Regions from separate parts of the Macaca mulatta genome. Here region 1 is linked to region 2. The links are chromatin contacts, called in public Hi-C maps. All regions are on one chromosome and are shown on one strand. Each heading gives the region's core, a stretch centred on a gene start, on an enhancer-like site or on the middle of the called end of the contact. The rest is flanking DNA. Distances are from core to core; before and after follow the strand shown.

Region 1 (6,628 bases), core at 3,514-6,013, 63 kb after region 2:
AAATTCAGGAAGGCTGGGCCAGGTGTGGTGGCTCACACCTATAATCCCAGCACTTTGGGAGGCCAAGAGAGGCAGATTATTTGAGCCCAGGAGTTTGAGACCAGCCTGGTCAACATGCGAAACCCTGTCTCGACTAAAAATACAAAAATTAGCAGAGCATGGTGATGTGCACCTGTCTTCCCAACTACTCGGGAGGCTGAGGCAGGATAATTGCTTGAACCTGGGAGGCGGGGGTTGCAGTGAGCTGAGATCGTGCCACTGCACTTCGGCCTGGGCAACAGAGTGAGACTCTGCCTCCAAAAAAAAAAAAGGATCCCTAAGCCTCAGTTTCCTCATCTGTAAAATGGGGCTGCTGAGAAAGGTAAGTAGGTGAAATGCTTAGGGTAGTGACTTGTGAGACATAGTGAGTCTTGCTGCTGTTGTGTGAATCTCCTCTGACCCCACAGCCCATGCACTGAACTTATGCGTCCTAAAATAAGGCAGTTTGGGCATAGCCTGCAGAAGGAAGCCTGTGAGAGGGTCTCCTGTCACCGCTACTCTGCCACAACCATCCCCCCAAATAAGGAGTCACAGCAAGGCGCCTACCTCCAGAGGGGTGAAGTCATGATTGACCAGGAATGCCAGAATGGCTGTGGGAACGACCAGGAACTCCACTCTGAATGTGTCATGGTTCCCATCGTAAGTGGCTTTGAACTTGCTATAAATCAACCAGACCGTGGTGAAGGAGCAGGCTATGTAGACCACCTGAGGAGGAGGATGATGAGAAGGGGCCTCAACTCACAGGCCAGGGTCTGTGCCCCAGCAGGCTCAGACCCAGGAGTCCAGACCCCTCCCTCAGACCCAGGAGTGCAGGTCCCCAGCCCCTCCTCCCTCAGACACAGGAGTCCAGGCCCCCAGCCCCTCCTCCCTCAGACACAGGAGTGCAGGCCCCCAGCCCCTCCTCCCTCAGACCCAGGAGTGCAGGCCCCCAGCCCCTCCTCCCTCAGACACAGGAGTGCAGGCCCCCAGCCCCTCCTCCCTCAGACCCAGGAGTGCAGGCCCCCAGCCCCTCCTCCCTCAGACCCAGGAGTGCAGGCCCCCAGCCCCTCCTCCCTCAGACTCAGGAGTCTGGGACCCACACCCGGCTCCAGTGCTTCAGTGGGGGCCAGAGGGGTGGGGAGGAGTCTCTACCTTCATACACGTGTTGTAGAGTGAGATGTAGTTGGTGAAGAGGTCCAGATATCGGGCAGTGAACACCACAGCAAACAGGACCTGGCTCTTCCCTGAAATTCCTGTGGTCCAGAGAGAGACAGAGAGAGGGAAAGAGAGAGAGGGAGACAGAGAGAGAGCGAGCAAGAGAGAGAGGAGGCTGGGGGTGGGCTGCATGGGCAATAAACTAAGGCACGGCGCCCGGGACCAGCCTGGAGGCAGCTCTGGAGTGCAGCTGTCCCCGGAGGCCTCCCCAGCCCGCCCCGCCTCATCAGGGCCCTTTCCCACGGCCCACAGCCAGGGGGCAGCCCAGGCCCCCGAAGCTACTCCAGCCCGAGGCTCCGTCCCAGACTAGGCCTCATGGCCACCCCTGACCCCCTCAGGGTCCTCCTTCAGTCCGGACCTGAGGTGGGGCCTAGGGAGGACCTCCCCTGACCTCAGCCCCCCGATCTGGTCACCTTCCTCCCGTTCCCTTCCTGGCCGCCACGGTCCACGTCACCAACTCACAGCCACCTCCCCGCCTGCCATGGTTCCCTGTTCCCGGTCCGTGAACCCTCGGGCTGCCCAGACTGAGGCTGGGGGTGGCTGAATTGGGGGCCTAAAGCCATTCACATCAAACTGTATGCACCCCCGCCAGTCTGGGGAAGGGAGCTGATCCCCTGGAGACCCAGAACCTAGAAGAGAGATCCCCCAGCAAGCAGTGGGGGTGGAACCTGTGCCCCTAGTGCCCCCAAACCCTGCCTGAGTCCTGGGACGCCCCCAACCCCCGCCCTCAATCTCTCTCCTTCGCCAGCCCTGGTGGGCCTCTCACCGGCACACGAGCGGGACTTCCAGATTTTGAGCAGTAGCAAGATGATGGCGAGGAGGTGGGAGAGGTCTCCCAGGAATCGGAAGAGATTCATGGCTGGGGGGCCCTGGCAGGGCTGAGTGGGAGGGAGGCAGGCTGGCGGGGGGCTGCCCCCCGAGGCTGCTGGTCTGAACGGGAGGCTGGGCTGGGGGAAAGGGAGAGGGACCCTAGGTGGGCTCCGCTCCGGGGAGGGGACTCTGGGAGGGGGAGCAAAGGCCGGAGCTGGCGGCGGAGCTGGAGCCGGGAAGAGGGAGGAGAGCGGGAGGGGGAGGAGTCCGGGCCGGGAGGCTCCGCCCCCGAGGGCGGGGCCCGGATCCCCGGCGCCCCCTATCGTCCACCTCCTGCTTTGCCGTAGCGGCGCTAAATGCACCCCCAAAGCTGCCCCTTAGGAACTTGGGAGGGTCGCAGGGTTCGGAAAGTGCCAAATCCGGCACCGGCTTGCCCAGGCAGTCTGTGTCTCTGGAAGGGACGCAGTCTAGTACACCACCCTCAGCCCTTGCAGGGATGTAGAGGCTGCCCTCTGAGCTTTAAAAATCCTGCAGGAACCCAGAGGCTCAGCTGCCAGCTTCTGCCCCTTTCAGGCACTCTAGCTCCAATCCCCCAGAAGACAAGAAAGATACCCCACCCACTTCCTCCCCTAGACCCAGGACTCAAGGCCCCAGCCCGTTCGTCAGACCCAGCAGTCTAGGTCCCCAGCCCCTCCTCCCTCAGACCCAGGAGTCCAGGCCCCCAGCCCCTCCTCCCTCAGACCCAGAAGTCCAGGCCCCCAGCCCCTCCTCCCTCAGACCCAGGAGTCCAGGCCCCCAGCCCCTCCTCCCTCAGACCCAGGAGTCCAGGCCCCAGCTCCCTCCTCCCTCAGACCCAGGAGTCCAGGGCCCCCAGCCCCTCCTCCCTCAGACCCAGGAGTCCAGGCCCCCAGCCCCTCCTCCCTCAGATCCAGGAGTCCAGATCCCCAGCCCCTCCTCCCTCAGACCCAGGAGTCCAGGCCCCCAACCCCCTCCTCCCTCAGACCCAGGAGTCCAGGCCCCCAGCCCCTCCTCCCTCAGACCCAGGAGTCCAGGCCCCCAGCCCCTCCTCCCTCAGACCCAGGAGTCCAGGCCCCCAGCCCCTCCTCCCTCAGACCCAGGAGTTCAAGACCCCCAGGTCCTCCTCACTCAGACCCAGAAATCCAGACACCCAGCCCTCCTCCCTCAGACCCAGGAGTCCAGGCCTCCAGCCCCTCCTCCCTCAGACCCAGGGGTCCAGTCCCCACAGCCCCTCCTCCCTCAGACCCAGGAGTCCAGACACCCAGCCCTCCTCCCTCAGACCCAGGAGTCCAGACACCCAGCCCTCAGACCCAAGAGTCCAGGCCCCAGCCCCTCCTCCCTCAGACCCAAGAGTCCAGGCCCCCAGCCCCTCCTCCCTCAGACCCAGGAGTCCAGACCCCCAGCCCCTCCTCCCTCAGACCCAGGAGTCCAGACCCCCAGCCCCTCCTCCCTCAGACCCAGGAGTCCAGGGCCCCAGCCCCTCCTCCCTGAGACTCAGCAGTCCAGGGCCGCAGCCCTTTTCCCTCCTAGGATGCTGTTCTTTGGAACTTAGGGTCCCACCCCCACCATCTTATGGCTCAAGCTTCCTAACCTTAAGAATCTAGATCTACGGTTTCTTTCTCCCTGTACGACCCACACATTTAGGCCCTGATTCTCTTCTTTTTCAGGAATGTGCACCTCACTCTGCTCTCCCAGACCTTGAGGATGAAGGAAACAGGAACCCCACCCAGGAAGCTCAAGGCTGAAACTCTGACCCAAACTATCTCAGGAGCCCCTGGCCCTGGCTTCCTCCCTGCTCCAGAATTTCTGCCCTGCCCACACACACACACACCCTCTTCCACCCACAGAGGCCCAGCGGTCCTGCCCCATGCTCTACCCTAGAGCCGCACCGGTGGCTTTATAAAAGTGCCGGGCCCAGCCCCCTAGGAGGGGAATAGTGGGCATCTGGGTGTGGGACCCTCGGGGAACAGCCTGTGGTCTGGACTCCTGCGTCTACGAGGAGACAGATGCTGCTTCCCTTCTGGATGATGGGGTACCCACAGGTGATGGAGGCCAGGGTCCCTCAATAAAAGAAGGGGAGCAGGCATGTTGGTTTCTTCAGAGGGTTGGAAGGACTGGGTCCAAGGGGGACATCCACGAGTCTTGGGTCCCTGAAGGTGGCTTGTACTGGGGGAGAGTGGATGACAGAGTCCTTGAAAGAGACTCTGACTTGGAGGCGGGCCCCAAATCCCTGGGTCCCAGTGGAGAGGGGACTCCTGGGTCTGAGGGAGAAGGGACTGGGGGGCGGGACTCCTGGGTCCACGGCGGAGACCTGGTTTGCAGGCCTGGCCTTGTGGGGCAATAAAAGCCACAGATTGGGTCTTAGTATGGCGAACACTGAAGTCAGGGAAAGGCCTCCTGTTTCCAGAGCCTCAAGGCAGGGATGGGGCAGAAGGCAACAACCCCCAGACCTGAAGTCTAGCTCTGAAGCTGATGTCTCCATACCGGGTTCTGAGTCCCTGCTCAGTCCCCAACCCGACTTCTTCCTTCCGTTTTATTTTCAGCCCCTCACTCCCCTGTCCCAGGAGGAAGGCAGAGGCTGGTAGCCGGGGTGGGGGGCGGCCCCCTCCCCAAGCCTAGCAGGAGGAGGGGTCCCCAGGGAGGCCAGGAGGGGGGGCTGTGGGTCTCCCGGCAGTGGCGGACGGGGACTGAATGTTAATCGCATCCCGAGTGAGTGTGTGTGTGCGAGAACACAGCAAGTGTGTGAGTCCCTCCCGCTCCGGCTCCTCCAAGCAGCGGCCGCCGCCGCCACCCTCGCCCGCAGCCTCCCGCAGCCTCCCTCGGCCACCGGTGCCCTGCTGGGGGGTGTCGCCTGGGTGGGTCCGCCTGGCCCCCAGGGGTCTCTTGAGCGTCTGCCATCTGCCCGGTGAGGATCTGTATGTCCGGGTGTCTGAGGCTGGCTGGTGGAGGGGGGGTGTGTCTGTAAGCGCTGCGGCGGTGGAGGGAGGGAGGGGTCTGTCTGTCTATACCGACCCTGAGCCGCCTGCCTGGGTGTCATGGGGCCCCCACTCCTTCCCCCCGGCCCCCCCAAAGCCAGATGGATGGTGTGTACCTGGGTTCTGTGCCTCCTGCCTGCGTCCGGCCAGGCGTCTGGGCGTCCCCGGCTGCCTGTGTCCTCCTGTCTGTCCAAACAGCCCCTATTGGCAGTGGCAGCCTGGCCCCCATTAGACCCCCCACTCTGTGTGTGTGTGTCTGTGTGTGTCCCTCCTCAAGCTCTGGGGGTGTTGGGGAATCCCAGGGAAGTGAGGTCGTGCATGTGTGCGTGTGTGTGTTTCTGCCTGTGTTTGAGAGTGGGGGTATCTGGGGGGGTCTGGAGGTGGCCAAGCGAGGAAGGGAAAAGCAGTTCCCTAAGCAGGCAATCTCCCGCTCCTCACACACACACACACACTAGCCACCAGCTTCAGAGGTGACCCAGACAGACAGACAGACACAGACGCTGGAAGGGGGGGTGGGGGGGCTGAGGGCACAAAGCGGGGGTGCGAGTGAGCCAGGGAGAGGCGGGACTGGACACATGGAAAGGGGGGAGGAGCCGGGGCTGAAGCGGCAGAGGGGGGCACCCCGGGTGGGCGGAGGGGGGATCCCCACGGGGTCGGGGCAGCAAGAGGACACCCCGACAGCCTCCGCAATGTCCGGGGCCCAACTTCCAGAGCAACATGTGTAGCCACGTCCTCGCCTAGTCCAGGTGGCCGCAACCTTGGGGGAGAGACAGGGCAGGACAGGACCAAGGAAGAGGAAGGAGAGACGGAGCCAGGGACAGACAGGAGGTCTGGGCTGCCGCTGCTGCCGCCACCACCACTGCTGCCGCCCCGGGGCCTGCCCCCCGACATCGGCTCTCTGAGCCCTCCTCGGAATCTTGGGGTCACTGGACACCGGGTTCCGGTCCTGGCCCCCCCACCATCCCCCCAACAGAACAGGGTCATGAAAAGGTAAGGCGGGGACAGGGGATGCAGGGGTGGTGGTGGGAAATGTGGACCCCCAAATCTAGGACAGGGGAAGTTGGCCAGGAGCCTCTTGGAGGGAGGGGGGTTGAATGGTGGGCAGGGGTCTTGACCCCCACCTAGCTCCCCTGTCCCTCAGGGACTCTCCTCCACCCTGTCTCTCTCTCCCTCTCTGAGCCCCTTTTTCCTAGGTCCCTACACCTCAGACCTTTCACGCCCCCCATTTCTCTGACACTTGACTCCCTCTCCCCAGCCGCACATACCTGATGCCCCATATCCCTGTGCCTCCATCTATCTCACTTCTCCCTGTACCCCCCTCCCTGCATCAGTCCTCCCCATCGCCGGCCGGCCCTCTCCCTCTCTCCTCTCGCTCTCCCCTCCCATGTCAGAGCTATGAGTCTGCTATTAATACCCCTGCCAAGGACCTTGAGGGCATCCAGGCCCCCAGCACCCCTCGCCCCAAGCTCCCACCCCTTCCTCAAGGTTCTGGAACACCCTTACAGCCTCTTCCAAGCATCAGGATTCGGGTGGGGAGAGACCGGTGTTGTGTGTGTTGGGGGGTGATGGGGGGAGGAAACGGGATGCCGTCT
Region 2 (7,333 bases), core at 3,931-6,430:
CTTGTAAAGGGCGGGGCTTCTGAGCTGACTAGGCGAGGGGAGGGGCACGGGCACTTGTAAAGGGCGGGGCTTCTGAGCTGACTAGGCTAGTGGCACGGGCACCCGTAAAGGGCGGGACCTCGGGGCTGGCGAGGGAAGGGGCTTCCCCGTAAGAGGCGGGCTGCGCGGGTCGCGTTTGGAAGGCCTAACGAGGGGCCTGGTGGGAGGGAGGTGAAGGGCGGGCTAATCGGGAGGCGCTCAGGTCTGGAAGGTCTGCGGGAGGTCGGAACGGTCCTGGGGAGCTCGAGGCTGAGGTCTCGGTAGTACCGCGGGCCTGGAAGCGGCGGGAGCTGAAAGAGCCTGCGGGGACCTGTAGGGAAGCCCTCCAGGCCAGGCCGAGGTCCTACAAGACGGGGCCGAAGAGGTGCATGTCTTAAGATGACTATGACCACATTAAATTAAGGATTCATAGGAAGGAAGGCGGTGCCGAAGCCGCCAGTTGCTGGGAGAAGGAGCGCTCACCACAGCCTCAGCGATTCACTACGCAACCGCGACCAACGGCTTCCCGGGAAGCCGCCAAAAACCCTTGGCCGCCTACCACGTCCGCGCGCTGGAAGGCGGAAGCGGGCGGGGCCTCGGGCACTCCGTACCGCCCCCGCTTTCCGGCCACGCCCCCGCTGGTTACACCCACTCGCTCTGTAAGGCACGCCCCCTCCGCGGAGGCTGCTGCCCACGTGGGCCTCCCCGGGCGGGCGGGCAGTGGGCGCCTCTCCCTGCAGGCTGGGTGTGCCCGACGCCTGCGGTTTCCTGTGGGAGGAAGCGGCCTGCGTACGCTCAGCTCAGCTTAATGTCTCGGAGGCCCAGGATGGGGAGATCCCGCCGCCACCTTCAGATCCCCTGATTCTTCCCCTTCTACATAGCCGTAGCGTGGGGACCCCCCTAATAGCCCCATGGTACCCAAGCCTGGCGCCGATTCCACTCAGAGAACTTGATTCTGAGTCCTAGACTCGTGTTTTTCACCTCCCCGGCTCAAGTTTCCATCTTCCTAGCCCCTAGCTCCCCCTAGTCCTCTCAAGAAGATGGAGCCCTCTTTTCCTGCACTCCAAAAGGAACACATGTCTCCCCAGCCCCTAATTTTTCCTTTAGTGACTCAGACTTTGCAACTTCCGTAGGGATCTGAGTGCAGACCCCAGTTTCTGTCCCTCTCGGGCACTTAAGTTTGAAACTATTTATTCTCCCCCAGGGACCCTCATTTTCGATTCCCAACTTTAGCCTTGAGACCCAGTGGACCCAAGAATTTGCCCCTTCCCCAACTCCTAGAGACCCTGAATCAGGGTCCCCCAGTACTGACTCCACTCAGAGCCCCAATGCCTGATATGACTAGCACTACCCTAAGAACTGCCCTATAATGTATTTACTATTATCTATTTTTCAGATGAAACTGAGGCATAGAGAAGTTATTAGTGCCGGGCGCGGTGGCTCACGCCTGTAATCCCAGCACTTTGGGAGGCCGAGGCGGGCGGATCACAAGGTCAGGAGATCGAGACCACGGTGAAACCCCGTCTCTACTAAAAATACAAAAAATTAGCCGGGCGCGGTTGTGGGCGCCTGTAGTCCCAGCTACTCGGGAGGCTGAGGCAGGAGAATGGCGTGAACCCGGGAGGCGGAGCTTGCAGTGAGCCGAGATCGTGCCACTGCACTCCAGCCTGGGCGACAGAGCGAGACTCCGTCTCAAAAAAAAAAAAAAAAAGAAGAAGTTATTAGTAACTTGCCAAAAATTACACAGCCAATTAGTAAAACAGCTTGGATTTTGAGTCCAACCAGTGTGGCTCTACAGTCTGTACTATACTGGTATCCCAGCTTCCAGGTCTCCGGGTACCCAGCCAGGCACTGAACTGTCCATCCCTCAAATCACCAACAGCTATCCCAAACCCAGCTCTGGCCCATCAGATACCCAGACATCCCATCATCCAGTTCCTTTCCCTGGATCCAGGATTTGAATTCCCCTGCTCTCAATTTATCAGAGTCTTGGACACCTGGTCCCCTCCCCAGAGACTCGTGTACATAGTAATCATCACCCCCCATCCTAATTTAATATCCCCAAAATGAATAATAATAATTAACATTAAACCTTTGGGGCTGGGCACGGTGGCTCACACCTGTAATCCCATCACGTTGGGAGGCCAAGGCGGGCAGATCACGAGGTCAGGAGTTTGAGGCCAGCCTGGCCAATATGGAGAAACCCCGTCTCTACTAAAAATACAAAAATTGGCCGGGCATGGTAGCGGGCACCTGCAATCCCAGCTACTCAGGAGGCTGAGGCAGGAGAATTGCTTGAACCCAGGAGGTGGAGGTTGCAGTGAGCTGAGATCATGCCACTGCACTCCAGCCTGGATGACAGAGCGAGACTTCATTTCAAAAAAAAAAAAAAATATTTGGTACTACACTCCGTTAAAACCTAATGGCTTCCCACTACATTTAGAATGAAATCCAAGCCCCTCCCCTAGTCTTCAAGGGCACCCTTTGATTTCCCTTCTTACCACTCCCTCTGTCTCCCTATGTGCCAGCCACACTGGCCCTTCTGTCTGCTCCCTGAACAACCTGAGCTTGTTCTCAAAAGCTTTAAGAGCTTTTGCACTTCCTCTTCCCCCCACTTCCCCCCACCGCTCCCCGACCCCAGCATTCAAATGACTCCTGTCTTCAGCTCAAATTTTACCTCCTCCAAGACGCCTTCCCTGATTCTCCTGTTTCAAGTAGTCTCCCCTGCACTCCGTCATTATCTCCATCACTGTTTTATTTATTATTTATTTCTTTTTCTTTCTTTTTTTGAGATGGAGTCTTGCTCTGTCACCCAGGCTGGAGTGCAGTAGCATGATTTCAGCTCACTGCAACCTCCACCTCCCAGGTTCAAGCAATTCTCCTGTCTCAGCCTCCCGAGTAGCTTGGATTACAGGCGCCCACTACCACGCCCAGCTAGTTTTTGTATTTTTAGTAAAGACAGGGTTTCACCATGTTGGCCAGGCTGGTCTTGAACTCCCGACCTCAGGTGATCCTCCAGCCTCGGCCTCCCAAAGTGCTGAGATTACAGGCATGAGCCACCGCGTCCACCCTATTGTATTTGTTTTGCAAGGCGGTTATCCCTAGCTGAGATTTATCTTCATCATTGATGTTTTCTCTTGTCTGTCTTCCTCTACTAGAAGACAAGCTCCATAATACCAGCAGGGGTCGTGTCTGTTTTCATTATTAACTCCTAGATCGGAGTACATGTTCAATAAATGTTTGATGAAGGAACAGCTTAGGTGTGTGAGTGTACCAGTATTACCTTATTCATTCAGCATAAGTATCAGAATTATTATTATCAGTATTAGTATTTTGTCAGTATTATTATACTCTTGACATAGACTAAGATACTGGAGCCCAGGTGGGTGAAATAATTGGCTCAAAGTCACTGAGCCAGGAAATGATGGCGCTGGGATTCTTAACTTCTGTCTCCTCCTCCCCGCCTTCCAGAGTTTCACGCATTTCTTTTTTTTTTTTTTTTTTTTTTTTTTTTTTGAGACGGAGTCTTGCTCTGTCGCCCAGGCTGGAGTGCAGTGGCCGGATCTCAGCTCACTGCAAGCTCCGCCTCCCGGGTTCACGCCATTCTCCTGCCTCAGCCTCCCGAGTAGCTGGGACTACAGGCGTGCGCCACATCGCCCGGCTAGTTTTTTGTTATTTTTTAGTAGAGACGGGGTTTCACCATGTTAGCCAGGATGGTCTCGATCTCCTGACCTCGTGATCCACCCGTCTCGGCCTCCCAAAGTGCTGGGATTACAGGCTTGAGCCACCGCGCCCGGCCTTTTTTTTTTTTTTTTTTTTTTGCCACAGAGTCTCACTTTGTCACCCAGGCTGGAGGGCAGTGGTGCAAACTCAGCTCACTGCAGCCTCCACCTCTCGCGTTCAAGCGATTCTTGTGGCTCAGCCTCCCGAGTAGCTGGGATTACAGTCGCCCGCCACCACGCCCGGCTCATTTTTGTATTTTTGATAGAGACGGGTTTCCACCATGTTGGCCAGGCTGGTCTCGAGCTCCTGACCTCAGATGATCTGCCCGTCTCGGCCTCCCAAAAGTGCTGGGATTACAGGCGTGAGCCACATTGTCCTGCCGAGTTTCACAAACTTCATCTCCCATCCTCTAACCCCCACCACGGGGCCAACTTCATCAGCCCAATCTCAATGCATGCCACAGAAATCTGGCCTCCTTTCCCAGACTCCTATCCAGCCCCAGGCTCCATCAGGGAAAGCAGACATCCGGTCCCAAGACAAGACCTCAAAACCCAAGGGTCCTGAGAATCGGGCCCTCCCACCCGTGACGCTTGCCCCTCCCCAGAGCCCCATTCCAAGAGTTTCTCCTCTCAACTCTGGGAGGGAGCCCCAGATGATGTCTGTCTGAGGGGATTGGGTGGGGGCCCAAAGAAAGAGGAACCGGAGTGCCTGGGCCCTCCCACTGGCGGCGGACCTCAGCTGGGCGCGGTGAGAGTGGGTTTATAAAAGGGTCAGTATATATTGCGAGGAGGAGAGAAAGAGAAACGGGAGCAAGAGAGAAGGCGGCCCAGACAGTGAGGGCAGGAGGAAGAGAGGAGAGGCAGAAGGAGAGAGAGCGAGAGAGAAAGGGTTCCGGATTGGAGGGGAGAGCAAGGGAGGAAGGCGGTGAGAGAGGCGGGGGCCTCCGGAGGGTGAAAGGAGGGAGGAGAAGGGCGGGGCACGGAGGCCCGAGCGAGGGACGAGACCGACTCCAGCTCTGACTTTTTCGCGGCTCTCGGTAAGTTTCCAGTCCGTTATTCAGGGCTGGGACTTCTTAATTTACTTGGGAATGTAGCAGTTTGGGAAGGACACCCCCAGGCTGGGAGAGACGCCCCTTACTCTTGGAAATCCTTGTCATTTAATAAGTGATCTCTTAGCACTTGAGGTGGGGATATGGGAAGGGGTGGGGCCCAGCAAAGTTTTGGGGTCCCAGCAGAGCCCTCCACCGAAAACTTCCTGCAGTTTTTTCCTCAGCGGTGTCCACTGTCCTCTGAGGGCCCTGAGATCAGGGCATTGCATGAGAACACCCCAAATCTGGGAGACCTCTAGGTCCCCTGTTCCTGGGCACCAAAGGGTCCTGGGAGGCTAACTCCTTCTCAGGCCTCTCTTCCCCGCAAGGCGAATCCCATCCATTTCCTCCAGAAGATGTCCAGCAATCACCAGTCTGGCAGCAGGGTGGGGTGAGGACCTCGTGGACATAGCCACAGGCTGGGGTTTCCCTGGTGCTTAGAGATGGGGGGGAGCAGGAATGAGTCACCAGATGACTCACCAGGTCCCCCTCCTCCCCTCACCCCAGGAGAGGAGTGGTGTGAGTCAAGGATGCCTGTCGCTGGGGACAGCTCCTCCATCCTGATACATCAGGGTTTGGGGCGGGGGTCTCAACTTGAATTTTCACCATCTGGCCTGTATGTAACCCAGAGACAGGGTTCTGGGGAGAAAGGAGCCACATTGTGAGTCCTCCTCATTCAAGGACCCCAAGAATCCACCTCTGGCCCTCTCCACCCCTCCAGCCAATGGGGAACTCAGGAATCCAGGCCCCAGCGGCCTCCTCCCTGAGAGACCCAGGAGTCTGCACCCAAGCCCTTCCTCCATCAGGAGACATCTCACCTGCCTTTGTGCCTTTTTTTTTTTTTTTTTTTTTTTTGAGACAGAGTCTTGTTCTGTCACCCAGGCTGGAGTGCAATGGCATGATCTCGGCTCATTGCAACCTTCGCCTCCCGGATTCCAGTGACTCTCCTGTCTCAGCCTCCTGAGTAGCTGGGATTACAGGCGTGCACCACCACACCCAGCTCATTTTGTATTTTTAGTAGAGATGGGGTTTCACCATGTTGGCCAGGCTGGTCTCGATCTCCTGACCTCAAGTGATCCGCCTGCCTCGGCCTCCCAAAGTGCTGGGATTATAGGCGTGAGCCACTGTGCCTGGGCTGTGCCAACCTCTTGAGACTCCGTCCCCTGCTCCCCCTCCCCAGGCTTCCACCGCAGCCATGTCACTCCTCTTGCTGGTGGTCTCAGCCCTTCACATCCTCATTCTCATCCTGCTTTTTGTGGCCACTTTGGACAAGGTAAGCCTATTTGGAGCTCAGGGCCCTTCTGCTCCCCTTTGGAATCTTGCCATGCCCCTCCTCTAAAGGCACTCTGGCCCCGCCCCTTTACCTAGTATTTATTTTATATTTTATTTTATTTATTTTTTTTTTTTAATTTTTTTTGAGACGGAGTCTGGCTCTGTCGCCCAGGCTGGAGTGCAGTGGCCGGATCTCAGCTCACTGCAAGCTCTGCCTCCCGGGTTTACGCCATTCTCTTGCCTCAGCCTCCTGAGTAGCTGGGACTACAGACGCCCGCCACCTCGCCCGGCTAGTTTTTTGTATTTTTTTTAGTAGAGACGGGGTTTCACCGTGTTAGCCAGGATGGTCTCGATCTCCTGACCTTGTGATCCGCCCATCTCGGCCTCCCAAAGTGCTGCGATTACAGGCTTGAGCCACCGTGCCCGGCCTTTATTTTATTTATTTTGAGACAGGGTCTCACTCTGTCCCCCAGGCTGGAGTGCAGTGGTGCGATCTCAGCTCACTGCAACCTTAGCCTCCCAGTTCAAGCGATTCTCCAGCCCCACGAGCACTGAGATTAGAGTCACCTGCCACCACGCCCGGCTAATTTTTTTTATTTTGGTAGAGACGGGGTTTCACCATGTTGCCCAGGCTGGTCTCGAACCCCTGGCCTCAAGTGATCCGCCTGCCTCAGCCTCCCACAGTGCTGGGATTACAGGCGTGAACCACCAGGTTAACCCTTTTAGCTCTACCTCCGATGCCTCCTCCCTAACCTGACCCTACCCCATCTCATACTAAATCCTAGCTCTCCCCAGTTCTGCCCCATCCCAGATACCCCACCCTTTTCCCAGCCCTTCCCACAGTCTCCCTGACCCTGTCCCCTCCCCTTTCCTAACCCTGCCCCTTGTTTCATTCTCTGTCCATCTCAGTCCTGGTGGACTCTCCCCGGGAAAGAGTCCCTGAATCTCTGGTACGACTGCATGTGGAACAATGACACCAAAACGTGGGCCTGCAGTAACGTCAGCGAGAATGGTGAGGGGTGAGGGCGGCGGGACTGGTCTTCAAAGGGGAAGAGAAACCCTTAGTGTCCTCAGGGAACCAAGATTGGGAACCCTCCCCCAACAAAGTTGGAGTGGGCGGGGTCCAGGCCTGAGTTGCTGAGTGCCTAGGGCTAATGCATGTCCCGCCTGTCTGGATGTACCTACGTGTTGGTTTTTTTTCTTTTTTTTTCTTTTTTTTGAGACGGAGTTTTC

What was found. A called contact is a pair of places that touch in the nucleus more often than the background predicts.
Region 1: a contact with region 2 is called in a Hi-C map of cortical neurons, with 4 times the contacts expected there. The contact joins the promoter of GRIN2D here to the promoter of EMP3 in region 2. A contact is called at or near these places in 3 of 14 Hi-C or Micro-C datasets (CD4 T cells, cortical neurons and liver).

Annotation. Positions count from the first base shown.
Region 1 is chr19:60,842,669-60,849,296 of T2T-MMU8v2.0, forward strand. GRIN2D (glutamate ionotropic receptor NMDA type subunit 2D) reads left to right here and starts at 4,764. Exons shown (of 14, transcript XM_015124463.3): 1 at 4,764-4,966; 2 at 5,748-6,026. KDELR1 (KDEL endoplasmic reticulum protein retention receptor 1) reads right to left here and starts at 2,278. Exons shown (of 5, transcript NM_001261069.1): 1 at 2,000-2,278; 2 at 1,171-1,271; 3 at 586-744. The coding sequence starts at 2,090.
Region 2 is chr19:60,779,580-60,786,912 of T2T-MMU8v2.0, forward strand. It overlaps EMP3 (epithelial membrane protein 3), which reads left to right and starts at 5,181. Exons shown (of 5, transcript NM_001194829.1): 1 at 5,181-5,219; 2 at 6,009-6,101; 3 at 7,010-7,112. The coding sequence starts at 6,024. ODAD1 (outer dynein arm docking complex subunit 1) reads right to left here and starts at 600. Exons shown (of 16, transcript XM_077980594.1): 1 at 307-600.